Linked DNA regions of Mus musculus: region 1 is linked to region 2. Evidence: chromatin contacts called from public Hi-C data. All regions are on one chromosome and are shown on one strand. The core of a region is the stretch at or near the end of the contact, and the rest is flanking DNA. Distances in the headings are between cores, read along the strand shown.

What was found. A called contact is a pair of places that touch in the nucleus more often than the background predicts.
Region 1: a Hi-C map of bone marrow-derived macrophages shows a contact between it and region 2, with 2.5 times the contacts expected there. The contact joins two enhancer-like sites. A contact is called at or near these places in 4 of 484 Hi-C or Micro-C datasets (bone marrow-derived macrophages, liver and macrophages) and 2 of 115 datasets of contacts at active chromatin or transcription factors (bone marrow-derived macrophages and embryonic stem cells).

Annotation. Positions count from the first base shown.
Region 1 is chr3:50,624,203-50,631,176 of GRCm38.p6, reverse strand. No RefSeq gene overlaps it. Among named protein-coding and RNA genes, the nearest start is that of Gm6209, 41 kb to the right of the region's middle. Within about 2 kb of position 2,681, at least 51 of the 459 cell types and tissues checked have an H3K27ac peak or open chromatin away from gene starts, as enhancers often do. A contact at or near this core is called in bone marrow-derived macrophages, where this site is marked.
Region 2 is chr3:50,403,692-50,410,510 of GRCm38.p6, reverse strand. All of the region lies in intron 6 of Slc7a11 (solute carrier family 7 (cationic amino acid transporter, y+ system), member 11), which reads left to right. Among named protein-coding and RNA genes, the nearest start is that of Slc7a11, 37 kb to the left of the region's middle. Within about 2 kb of position 4,415, at least 57 of the 459 cell types and tissues checked have an H3K27ac peak or open chromatin away from gene starts, as enhancers often do. A contact at or near this core is called in bone marrow-derived macrophages, where this site is marked.

The DNA.
Region 1 (6,974 bases), core at 1,432-3,931, 220 kb before region 2:
GTTGTCATATCTTTTTTATTAAATGACTTTTGTCTCTTTGCCTTGAAATATACTTTTTGGATGTGAGTCTCTAGAAATCTAAGTTTGCTTTTGGGTACCATTTGCTTGGAATATCATTTTTCATCCTTTTGCTTTCAAGCTATATGCATATCTTTGTGTATCTTTGCCAGTGGAGTGCATTTCTTGTTGACAGCAAGCAGTTGGGCTTTATTTTTAAGGAGCAATTTTCTGTCACTTCATTGAAAATTTGAGACCATTAATATACCCAGAGTTATTATTGAGATGTATGTATTATTTTCTGAAATTTCATAGTTTTTGTAATATTTTGACTCTTTCCTAATTATCATTTGTTTGTCTATTTTATGACTTTAATGTTTATTGTATTTTGTAGCTGTCTATATTTTTCTTTCCTATGTGTAAGATTTCTTTAATAACGTTCTGTAGTACTATCTTATCAATCATGAGTTCCTTTGATTTGGATCATCATGGGGAATCTTTATTCTTCAATTTGAAGGAACACTTTATAGTGTATGGTAATCTAGGCTGGTCGATTTTCCTTTTGGGATTGAAGCACATCACTCCACATTGTATTAGCTAGTTTTCTTGTTGCTGTGATAAGATATCTGACGATGCTACACAAAGCAGGATGAGTTTATTTTGTCCCACAGTTTGAGAGTTACAGACCATCGAAGCCTAGCAGGTATTGAAGGTGTTGAGGTGGCTGGTCACATGGCACCTGCAGTTAGGGAACAGAGAGAGATGGATGTGGATACTCACTTTGTATTTAGTAAGGAATCTCAGCCTGTGGATTAGGGCTACTCACTCTCCGTCAAATAACATTTGTGAAAATACTCAAGAACACCCAGAAGTATGCTTTCACAGTGATTCTAAATCCAATCAAGTTGATACTGAAGATTGACTGTGGTTGCCATGTGCCAACCCAAGCATTAGAGTTCCTGCTGGTAAATCTGCTATCATCCTGATGTGTTGGCTTTTATACGTGACTTGGACCTTCATTTTTGCATTTTCAATATTCCCTTTACTCTGTATATGGAGTGTATTAGTTATAATGCAGTTTGAGGAGATTCTTTCTTGGTTCTATCTATTTGGGGTTCCAATACGCTCCAGAATCCAGATCTCTACCTCTTTCTGAAACTTTCTTATTAGATATATTTTTCTATGCTGTTAGTGTGCACCTCTTCTCCTTCTGTACATATAATTTGTAAGTTGGGAATTTTACTGGTATCTGAAAAGTCTATGTAGTGTTGATAATTTCTTTTATAATATAGTGTCTGATTATCCTAAGTAATCCACCTTATCTATGAATCCAGTGACCTATCTTCTATTTAATCTAGCTATTAATCAAGTTAGTTTTTAAAATTTAACTTGTGGAACCTTCCATTCCCTAAATTTCAGTTTGTTACTTTCCTTCAGAGTCTCTGTATCTTTACTGGATTCTCTCTATATATCTTTCATTTTGTTCTGTATTTTATTTAGCTCTTTACTTTTATCCTATTTTAACTCATTTAGGTTTTTAATGATATTCTCTGTAAATAGCAACCATTTCTATAGTTTCTTCTTTTAACTCTTTATTCAGAATTTTATCTACCCATCATGAACTATTGTTTGGAGGAGTCACACTAATTACTTACATATTTTTTAATTTGTCTGTATTGGGATTTGTGCATGTAGGACAAGTCATTGGCTGGGAATTTGGTTGTCTTATATTCTTTGAGATAAAGTAATCACTGAGCAATGGGCAGGTCTAGGCTATGGCAGGGTAAAGAATTAATTTATCACAACTATGCTGGCCACTTAAACCACAGTTAAAATCGAGGCACCAGGCCCAGCCCAGTGGACCACAGAAGAAACCATAACCTATAGAAAAAACACAAAGTAATCATGGTCATAACCAATTACAGCCAATGTCATAATAATCTTATGAAAATTAGAAAAAAGGAGCAAAGACATATTGTTAAATCTAATATGACATTAATGAGAAATGGAATGGCAAAACTAAGGCAAGTACCAGAAGAAAAAAAAATAGAAAAAGAAGAGAAAAAGTAAATTGAAAGGATAAGGGAGAAGACGAAGAGACATAGAAGACGTAGTTAAGGATTAAGTAAATAAAAAAGGAATATAAAATAACAAACCAACCAACCCCACAAACCTGCAAACAGAAAACAATAAAATTCTTTTAAAAACCTAAAGGACAAACGATGAAAAATGGAGAAATGAGAGAAAATAAATATTACCGAAGAATGAAAAAGAATTTACAATGGTAAAGACTAAGGGAGGGAGATTAAAAATCAAATATTACACGGGTGTGGTAGCCCGTGTTTATACAGTCACTGTTTAGAAGTTTGGGACTGGGTGACTGCTAGTCCTAGGCCAACTTGGCCCCTTCGAGGAGCGACTTTCTCTGATCAGAAGACTTGACAGGATAAAATGAGAAAGGGAGTAGACATTAAAAAGATAAAAGAATAAGAAAAATAAAACACACAAACAAATATGAGCAACTTTCTTATAAGTATTAAACTGGATGATGGAAAGATACCGGCCTGTGACTAGCTCCTGCTCTCGAGCTGTTTGGCCATGTGCCATCTTTGAGGGCTGACTCTGTATGCAGATTTGCTTCCTCTTTCTCATTCACCGTGTAGACCAGCAACCGGAAGATGTGGCTTGTAGTTGGAGACGCCTGTACTTATTAACTCTGGGCTGCTGTATTGGTCAGATAAGAAGGGGCAGAACAGAACTCTTTCTCCATCTGGTCCAAGTCTCCGATGCCATGCCATTCGGTGTTTGCTCATGGGTTTGGGAGTTGCTATGTGGATCCAATCTTGACCCTCTCCTGCTCCACTTTCCAGGTCTGGAACTTCCCTCAACTCACTTCCTGTAAGTGTTTACTTACTACAGAACTCTGCTAGCTTCCTAACTTGATGGCAGCCGGTAAGAAGTCACCTCTACTCCCAACTATGATGCTATGATTGGGAATATGTAAAATTTCAGTGTTTCTCAAAGGCATCTGATTTCAGGACTGTAGTCACTGTTTTAGCGCCTAGGCATAATGATAGTTACTGAATAAGCCACCACTGGCCTCTAATAGAATGGTTTTATGTGACAGAATGACATATAAAGTTGAGGTCTGTGGGCTTTTTATTTTAATTTTTTAGTTTCCTTCCTCCCACCCTCCCTCTCACTCTCCCTCCATCCCTTCATTCATTCCTTCATTCCTTCCTTCTTTCCTTCCTTCATTTTGTCCTTCCTTTTAGTGGCTTAAACCAAGGCATGTGTTTTCCAGAACACTTACTTTTCCTTTGTTCTGTGCTCACTCTCTCTGCCCTTGGCTTTCTTTCCACCTAGGCTTTCTCTATTCAATTGTCTAAGTTCTCTATTTTAAATTCCAGGCTCCATCTGAGGGTTCCCAAACCCACACAGCCTGCATCACACAAAGGAAGGCTCTTTCTTCTTAAGCCTTTCTAGAAGTACTTCTTGGAGATAGTAGCTTTTGGTGGGTGACAATGCTCTGCTACCTTCCAAGACCCTGAGTCCTTCTTCTTACTTCTTCATTTATTATCTGTGGTCCTTTGGAAAACGGAAGGTTTCCTCTTCTGTAAAATGGATAACATATGTGTCACCTGTCACATAGACACTTAAAGAAAGATCCCAAAGCAACTACTGTATGAAGCGTATTTTGCAAAACTGTCAGAGCCAGAACAAGAATAAGGCTTAGGTGAGCCTAGTAGAGGCTGTTGTAGGAGAGTAATTAAGAGTTCAAGGCCACCCTTAGCTGTATAGAAAGTCCTTGTCTTAAGGAAAAAGAAAGGGAAAAATGATTAGAGAAGAAAAGAAGGCATGAGTTTTGGAGTTCCAGTAGCAAAATTCCTTAAGGCCAGTAGTTTAGCCTTGAGTACATGTCTCCTGTAACTCTCTCTAGCCATACCAATACCTGCTTCCTACTCTAGGAATCTTGAGTGTTGATTTTGTGGTGGGGCTCAGCTGTACACTTTGTTTTCCCTTGCTAAATTCTCCAGATGTTTCTAGAGGGGACTCTAGATTAGACTCCCTGCTGTGAGATTTCTGGAATAAATCTTGCAATTTGGTTAAAATCGGGATCAGGTACATAAAGTTCATGAGGAAATGTCATTGACAAGAAGAGCTGACTTCTAGTCAATCATACCATAATAATAGCAGAGATATTGAACACCCCTTTCATAGTTGGGAGTTCTAATGCAAGAATGAAATTACTGCACTCACCTAACTTTTACAATCGTTTTTCACATTAACGAGCCTTAGAAGTCAGTTTTGTGGAGCTCCAATTACTGAAAGGGCTGTGCAAGTATGATACCATACATCACCAGAAAATATAATAACTCTGTTTCAAAGAGGGCTTCGGTAATAAAATTATCATAAACAACGTGATTCAGTTATGCCACAAAACATCCAGTGATTAAAAACTTCTATTCCTGCAGCTCCACGGTTTAGATTCAATCCACTTTCATTTTGCACCATTGCTAATTGTATTGTTTGAGGATTCAATGATATGTAAAATATAAAGCGCCAACCTAAAACTAAATGTATATCTACTCTAGGATGTTTCCATTTGCTACTTAATTTGAATAAATTTGATGACTGTTGGATAGTTGCTAAGAAGAATTAGTTTTAAAACATTTGGGACTATTTTCTCTCAAAAAGATGCTTAAAATAGACAAGTGCTTAAAGTTAGAAACATTTATGCCCTGGCCTCCCATGGATTCTAGAATAAAACTTTTCTGTAAATGACTGTGATGCTGAGCAGAGGAAACCTCCAAGTGGGGCATTGAATCCAGGAGACATTAGTGATTTTCCCAAAGTCACACAGTTAATTAGTCACACCTCTTAGGTCTGAAACTTCTGTCTCTTTCTGGGGAAGCTTGATAAATGTCAACTGGATTTCACATAGGATGGACCTTGGACTTGATTTGTAATGTTTGGCTCATTTCAGGTCAAAACTATACTAGAAGTTCTTGGAGAATCTGTCTTGGATGTGTCCAAACATGCCACAGCTAATTAGTAGGAAATCTCTTCATTATTATTTGAGGTCTTTTGAGAAGTTTCAAAGTCTCCGTAGACTGTAGAGTTTAAATAGTGGGGTGTGATTAAGGCTTCCATAGTATTCTTGGCAGAAATGGCTTTAGTGACATTAATTTGTAGGGACTTGAGGTCACAGCGAATGGCTAGCCAATGACAATTACAAGCATTGTTAGGGAGCTGAGACATATATTCTCACTCCTTGCACATGTGATGTCACTAGTATTCTTAAAAGTTCAACCTTCATATTAACCAGGATGATTATTATTATGCCAATAACCGCATGCTTTCAGATATGTTATCCTGACAGCTTGTACTTTGTTCCTGGTAAGTACCAATATCCCAGCTCCTGAGCCAGTCTGCATAGCCAAGTCCCACTTGTTACAATATCCAATTGTAATGAGTTGATAGAAGGGATTACACTCATGGACAAAGGTAGAAACAATAGTCAGCTCTGAAGCACATCCTCTCCAATTGCTTGTCTCTGTTAAAATGGAATATGTGATGTCTGGCAAAATTGTGGGAAGACTAATAAAAGCATGGGGCTGGGGAAATGAGGAGTGGTTTTAAAATCCAAGTATTTGAAAATGCAATGTTACCATTGAAGAAACTGAACACCTTTTATCACTATAAATTATATCCATTAATTTTCTAATTTGGGGGAATAAAATACCTGACAAGAGCAACTTAACGAAAGTGTTTGGGGTGGCTTACAGTCTGAGGGAAGGCGGGGCAGGAGTGTGAGGCAGCTGGTTGCACTGCTTCTGGAGTCAGGAAGCACAGACAGACAAATCCTAGCACCCCACCCACTTTCTCCTTTTTATTCAGCCTGGGGCCCACACTTGAGGTGTGTCTTCTCTCCTCAGTCACACTTTTCTGGAAGTACCCTCAGAGAGAAGACACCTTGGGAAGCGTTTCCATGGTGATTCGAGATCCCCCCTTCAGTTGACTGTGGAGTTTCACTGTCAGACCAAGTTTGAGATTTTTTTTTTTTTTGAACATCAGGTTGTAAGGGAAATTAATTCAGAGTACACACCGAGCTGTGTGAAATCCAAGGTCTATTCCAAGTTATGCTTCTAGTGTCTTAACTATCAAAGAGAAGACACTCTTCTGGCCTTTAGTGTGTCTCAGGCTCTTCAGTTTTCAAAGCCTGGCTGCATAGCCCTGCAGGTTTCAGGGGAATGTATGCCCATCTCCTCTTAGGAGTTTAATGTAGATGACAGCTGCCAATGGGCTCTGCCTGAGGCTGGTGTCTTCTCAAAAAGAGCCAGCTAGCCTAGGTTTTAATGTTGCCGTCTTCTATCTTCTTTGCCCTGACAGAATTGTGCCAGTTTTCAATGAATTCTTTTGATTTGGGTTTCCCTCTGACAGAGATGGCAATGTAGAGTGTCACCATGACCATGAAGGATTATTAGTAGTTTTATGTAAGCTTTGTTAATCATCTGTCTTCTGGCCCAGTCTCCAAAGGCTTGTTTCAGACTCCCAGGGAGAAGAGGCTCTCACAAAGTATGATCCAAGGAAAGCTTATCCACATGGACTAGACCCCTGGCCAGGTGGTGTTGTTGCCTAGTAACAGTGTTCAACCTTAAGAACTCAAAGGTAGACAGAGAACAGCTACAACCGTGCTTTCTGTGTGGCAGCTGGCTATAAGCTTGAGTCTCTGGGCTCAGTCAGGAGAACTGCTTATGAAGGGAAGCAATAACTGCTATCAGTCTGCAAGTTCACATGTACAGGACAGCAGAAATGGTAGAGAACACACCAAAAAAAAATCATGAAAAACTGGTAATCACGATGTGGTCGAAATTAAATGGAAAAAATGCCTTGATGACCTCCTTGAATAGCTGAAGAGAATTTCCCAATGAAGTGTCTCGGTTTGGCCAGACAGAAGCTGTAGGTCTTTGCTT
Region 2 (6,819 bases), core at 3,166-5,665:
TTTGGTAATATAAACTGATTGTTTTCATAGAAAAATAACCCATTTTAAATAAATTTCTAGAAAACGTATATTATTAAGCCAATTTGACTTACAAATGTATTTGCCAAATAAATCCCTTCAAAAATAAAGTTTCTGAATAGAAGATTTTAAGGATTCAACCCCATGGTGAAGCAAATTGCTTCTGAGCCTTTGTTTACTACTCTTAAGTGGATGATAATTATAGTTCTCATAAGTAAGAAATATATGAAAGATTAAAATTGTAATGAGGTTGTCAAATAATCCAAACTGCAAAACTGAATTTACATCTCAGTCTAAAAATGTCTTTTTTTTTTTTTTTTTTTTTTGGCAAAACACCATTGGATTTATCTTAAATCGGGACACTGACGTTCTTCAATTTTGAAACAATTAACACCCAAATTAAAATGTTCCCATGGTGTGCTTCCCTGGAAATAAAAAATACACAGTTTAGTAATTTCAATTCCATTGTGATTCACCATCGAAATTTAATGATATTGTTGGGGCCACTGAGGCAGTCAGAGGCCAGCATCTGAGCACGTGGCAAGGTGACATGGTTGTCCCTTTACCAAGCAAGGTCACCAGGTTGCTCTTCCTTCTTCCTTGCTGTATTTTGTGTGAAAGTTCCTCCCTAGTGGGACATGGCGTTGGTATACTTTGGGATCAAAATTCTCGCATTTCTCAGTTTCATGTATGCATAAAAAATATATTTGGCTCCAAGACCCTTTGTTCCTGTAAGGCTGAAGTATCAAATAAGTGATGCAGAAATTATAGGATTATATTATAATATTTTATCATGGGGCAATCAAAGAAGACAGCTACTAATCCTTCAAGTGCCTTGTGGAGGGCACAGCACTTTTCTTTTCTTTTTTATTCCAACCACATCAAAAGACAGAGTTTTGAAGGGGAATGCTTTTGAATCTCCTTATTTCCTTTCAGTTCAGTCATTTCTAACTTCTATTTTTAATCTCATTGAAGTTTATATTTGGCATCTAGAATAGAAAAAAAAGTCATGTTTGGAATCAATAACAGTGGTTAATTTATTTATCTTCACCCAATTTCTGCTTCTTTTAGCACAAAATAAGAGGCCACAAATGGTAACATGGATGGGGTGATGGGAGGCAGAGTTGCAATTAGAGGGGAAACTGGAGAGTTTCTGAGCGTGACACTTTTCTACCAGACCTTTATACAGCAACAAGTAACAAGTGGCAAAATGTTGTCACTTTTATGGCAACTTTTATATCCTTGAATCAGTCTATCCTAATAATAATATTTACTATTATTAGATTCAGGCTTTCCAATAATGGAGCTCTGATAGCACAGAACTCATAATGAACCTCAGGATGGCTGTGAACTTACTGGGATCCATCCATTTCCAGACTGCTGGGATGAAAGGCCAATGCCACCATGATGGTGCCTTTTAAGGCATTGAGCTAGTCATTGTGTGTATTGACTAGCAACTTTGTAATTCACAGCCATTTCTATTTGGGATAAATTATTGTTTGAATGGTATAAGCAGGGTGGTGGTTGCTGTCTTGATGACAATATATATTATCCAAGTGAGGGATGAAATAGCTCACACTTTGGGTTCAGTGTCAGAGTCTCTGAAATCTAGAAGCTTATACCATAGTAGTATTGAAGCATCTACTTGAATACATGTATATGCTCTCTGTATTCAGAAGTATTAAGTCAGCAATTAGCTTGTCTCCCAATTTTGAGATCACATGTTCATAACTCCCTTCATCCGTATTCTCATTCATGCAGATAATCTGCCTCCTCTCTTTGGTAAGTCTGTGTTTGAAAGTCAGGCAACTATGCCCAAAATGTGGCCCAGAAGTAAAATTCACAGTCTGGATTGTAATGGATGAAACATATCTTAGAACCATAAACTCTATTGTGTGGACTGGTCCTGCTTAGCCACTCGCACTGACCCATTTCTAGTCTTTCCCTGGAACTCTTATTAATATATAGATGCAAGATATGTTATTATATCCATATAGCTCATGACATAAGAAGGCCCTTATGTTCACACACATTGTGCCTTAAAGCTGTTTTGATAATTTTTTGTGGTTATCCAAACCCTGGAAATAATGATAGGGCTTGTACAGGCACAAGACACACCTACTCCCAGAGTGCATCTGAGAGGAACCAGAGGAAGTTAAGACATTGCAGTGAGGGAGAGGCATTCCTTCATTACACGAACTATGCTTGCTTTCAGAGTCATTGCCAGTAATGCTGCTGCAGGAAATCAGAATTCAAACCCTGTCTAGCTGTAAGCAGCTGGTTGACCTCATACAGACCTACACTGCTTGGTGAGCCTGTGTTTACCACTCTGGTATGGGTGATAATAATCCTCACATTATGCCCCCTCAAGGTTCCTAGGATGAATGTGTGAAATTCAAACATGTTAATGAGCTCAACAAGTAATTTACAAACACCAGCTGCAACCCACACCTATATTCTTTGAAGATTAGAATATTTTATAAGCGTAAGCTCTGAAAATATTAAAGGATTAACATGATTGTTTCATGAACGGAGGGTGCCTTTTCTGCACATGTGAACTAATAATCAGCTTAGAACACTGCTGCTCCATCAGCAAATCGCTCTCTCATTAGAAGTTAGAAGGCTGAGGGAAGCAAGAGAATTGTGCTGATGCCCAAGTCCCTCAGATGATGCCCAGCTCATGCATGCATCTGAGTCAGAAGGAATTTCTTGGCAGACATTTTTTTTCTTCTCTTGTGATAAATATTAGCATGCCCTCACCCGGATAGCCATTGTCATACAGTTGATTGATGGTACTGGTTGAATAGGTGGGCTGTTTGTATTTGACCTGTTTTTAGGTTGACTGTCTTATCAGAAAATGATTTTATGAAATCCTCGAAACCAAGTCTTGGTTTGAGTGGCTTCTACCATGTATTTTAGACATTTTATCCTTACTTTTTCCAGTAAAGAAGATAGTTAGTACAGTTTACAAGAATGCAAGCTAAAATTTTGTTAATTTTTACATAATATAAAGATATAAAATCTTGTTTTATATACATATATAAATATATTAAATAGAAATATATATTTGCACACTTACACATACACTCATATACACACATATATACACATATATTCTCTCTTTCTCACACACATATACATATATGTATATATATATGCACAGCTTTAAAAATATTTCTTTAGTAAATATACAAACAGCATTTTAATCTGGCTCATAGATGGGCTACAGGGGTTAGTAACTCAGGTGATTTGTTTCATTGTATGATATGTTTCTCATGCAGAGGAGAAAGCTGAGGCTCAAAGAAGTAGAATGCCTTCATTCTTATGGCTATGCAGTTGTCCAGAGAGATTAGGACAACAGTCTATGATTTTCTAGCTCCAGAGCTCAGAGTCTTTCTAACAAACCAGTTAATCTTGTGGGAGGAAAGGCAGAAGTGAGCCCTTGATCACAAAAGACATCAGTGTGAACTAAGGAAGTAACTATAGAACTTTACTATAGAAGAAGAGGAAGTAGAAAGCAGAACAGAGAGATGGAGGTGTCTGACGCAGGGCCTGGGCATCCAGAAACTGTAGAAGAATGATTGCTTTCAGGGACTGATGCGTAATGCATCCTGTGTAGGACATTGCAGATGTTGGCCTGTGGGAAGCCTAAGCTTCCACTGGAAGGCTTTGGGACCTGATCTAGCAGTCATTGAGACTGGCAGGCAGGTGCCAAGGAAAGTCTTTGGAGAATGGAAATCAGTGCTTGGAAATATTAACTTGATTTCAAGTCCAGTGGGTTTTCTTCTTGTGACAACCAGTTTAAATGGAGTTATAGTGGTGGGGACTTCTTTAACCTTCTTTTGCGTGTTTGGTCATAATAAAACAGCATCTTTGAGAAGTTAACTGACACTTCTTCCACTGCTAGGGAGACACAGTGACATGGCATGCAGCAGAAGAAACATAGTCACCTATCCCTGGCCTAAGATAGAGATCCACCTACTTAGAGAATAAGATGAATCAACACTTTGTCCCTGCACTCCCTTCGTAAATACAGGGCTGCAGGTGTTTCTTTATTAGTGAAAAATGATCCATTTATTGATTCTCTCTGCTACTGGAAAAGCAAATGAGACGAGAGGAGATGGTTTGTTTATAAAGAATATTTATAACTCAAAATTATCCAAGCCAGAGAATTTGGTTAGTCATGTAAATTTCCAAAATAAATGTAAAGGACTCTTGTCCAGTATCTTGTTTGATATCAACCTTGAGATTTTAGCATTGGAACTGTAGGACATGCTAGCAACTAACCTTGCTTTGAGTTTTAGGAAATTCAAGTTCTGCTTTTGGATGGGGAAATGTGAAGAAGTCAATGGTCATGCAGATGACTCGTGTTCTTGGAGACAGAAAGGAAAGTCGTCACAATCTGGTGAAATAGATGAATCTTAAGGCTGGAAAGATGGCTTAGTGGTTAGGACCGCTTGCTGCTGTTTCAAGATTCAGGTTCAGTTCCCAGTATCCATGTTGGATGGATTACAAGCACACATACCACCACCTCCAAGGGATCCTATGCCTTCTAGCTTTCACAGAGACCTGAATACAGATGAACATACCCACATTAGATGGACATAACCACAAACAGATAAACAGACACAGACACACACACACAGAGGAGTGGGTAGGTGCTAGAGGAGGAAGAGGAGGAGGCAGCCCTTAGACTTTTAGCATCAAATACAAATCATAGGTTAGAGTGTGGGTATGTCAAGCAAAATACTTTAAAGACCGTCTATCACCCATTGGATATTCCGGGGAAAGTTGGACGTAGGTAAAGAGAGAGCTAACAGTATGACCACAGGACAGGAGACAGCTTGGTAGACCATTGATCCTGCTAGACAAAGTGAGCTTCAAAGTGGTGCTGTGCTCATAGAGCCACATGGGTCAGAGAAGATTCTAGGTTTTTCTGCCTTTTGTTTTTCTGGGCTAGGATCTTAGCATGTAGCTCAGGATGACCTTGAACTTGCAGTGCTGCTGCTGCCCAGCTCTGTGACTATAGACATGTGACCACCACATCAGCCAAGATTCCATTTCTGCATCTGGATTATTTTGCTTTAAATTTAGCTATCTTTGTTCTTTGTCCTTTCTCAGCATCTTGCTTGTTAGTGAAGGATGCTATGGTGGCAGACTCTGCCTGTCCTTTCAGCTCTAGTATACCCGATGTAGTTGGCAGAAGATGCAAACTCTGGGAAGGGGAGTGGACTATGAGGAGACCTGAGATAAAAGAAACCCTACTACAGTGGCCAGAGTTAATTTCAGAAGACAGTTACAGTATAGGTGGTCAAATGGGGGAAATGAGCTAATTTCTTAGACCATAAAACCAAGGGCCACATCCAGGAATCTAACTCAGTAAGATTACCTTAAGGACAGGGCTCATGATTTGTGTGTGTGCCAGGAAACAAGAATAACACTTGTGAGGAAATCGATCATGCTGTGTTATGAGGAATCCCTGATTCTATTTATTTTCTTTATTAAATGTGCTCACAGGAGACAGACAGTTCCTGGTAAATCTCAGTGGTCTGGAAGATTTTAAGTCAGTATTCTGTGTGTTTTGTTCTCTTAAAAGCATGAATATGAGCAGGAAAGGATCATTCACCAAGTCTCCTGCACTACTGAAGATGTTTTCAATAGCCCATTAGGACCATATTGTCTATTTGCACCGATTAGCCTAATAAACAGAACAGGGCCCTTTGTCATGATTTTCACAAATTTACAGGTATTCACCTGCTGTTTGTGTGTTCTATCCTCACCTAATAAACTTCTTGTGGGAACCAAGGATTGATTGATTGATTGAGTTCTTTCTTTCTTTCTTCCTTTCTTTCTTTCTTTCTTTCTTTCTTTCTTTCTTTCTTTCTTTCTTTCTTTCTTTCTTTCTTTCTTTCTTTCTTTCTTTCTTCTTGCTCTTGAGACAAACTCTTCTTATCATGTAACTCTGGGTATTCTAGAACTTAGCTCACAACTCAAGCACACAGAAATACATCTATCTGGGTCTCTTGAGTGCTGGGATTAAAGGCATGCATCATTATATCCAGCTTATTTTTATATTTCTTAACAACAAGATGTTGACCTATTTGCAATCTCTAGAAATTACCAGGCCAGGATTTGTATATGTGATATATTCTCATTCTCATTCTCTCTCTCTCTCTCTCTCTCTCTCTCTCTCTCTCTCTCTCTCTCTCTCTCTCTCTCTCTCTCTCTCTCGTCTTTTCTCTTTTCTTCCCCTATCTCTCTTGCCTTAATGCTTAGTTTGCTCATTATCACAAGGTAAATGGCACCATTGCTTGAAACACTACTCTCAGTGAGGGAGAATTTATCTCATTTCAGAAGTAAGCATTTGTAATCGTTGACATGGAGGCCATTTTACAGATGTAGACTGTTGATGTACTTGACTTTCTAAGGAGATGGGCTATGGTTCTTTGTATTTGCTAGGTATTTGCTGCTGTGCTCTATTTTCTTTACTTTCCTTACATTCTCTCCTATAGAGGTAGAGTAGATAGTTCCTCCCTGGGAAAGGCACAGCAGCCCAGACTTGGTGTGCATTTTAGCGTGAGAATGCTATAATCAAAAACCTTCATATTTTGTAGATGGCACACGGTACCATATAGAAAATTGTTAATGAATTTATCTTTATAGCATATACTTTAAATGTGCATTAATATGTGAAGAGTTGAAACTTAAGTGGCATACTCTTACACAAAATGAAGGTGACAGGTTAGAATACATGATACTGTAAATGAAGTCATTTTGAAGGCCTGAGATATCTACATTGCA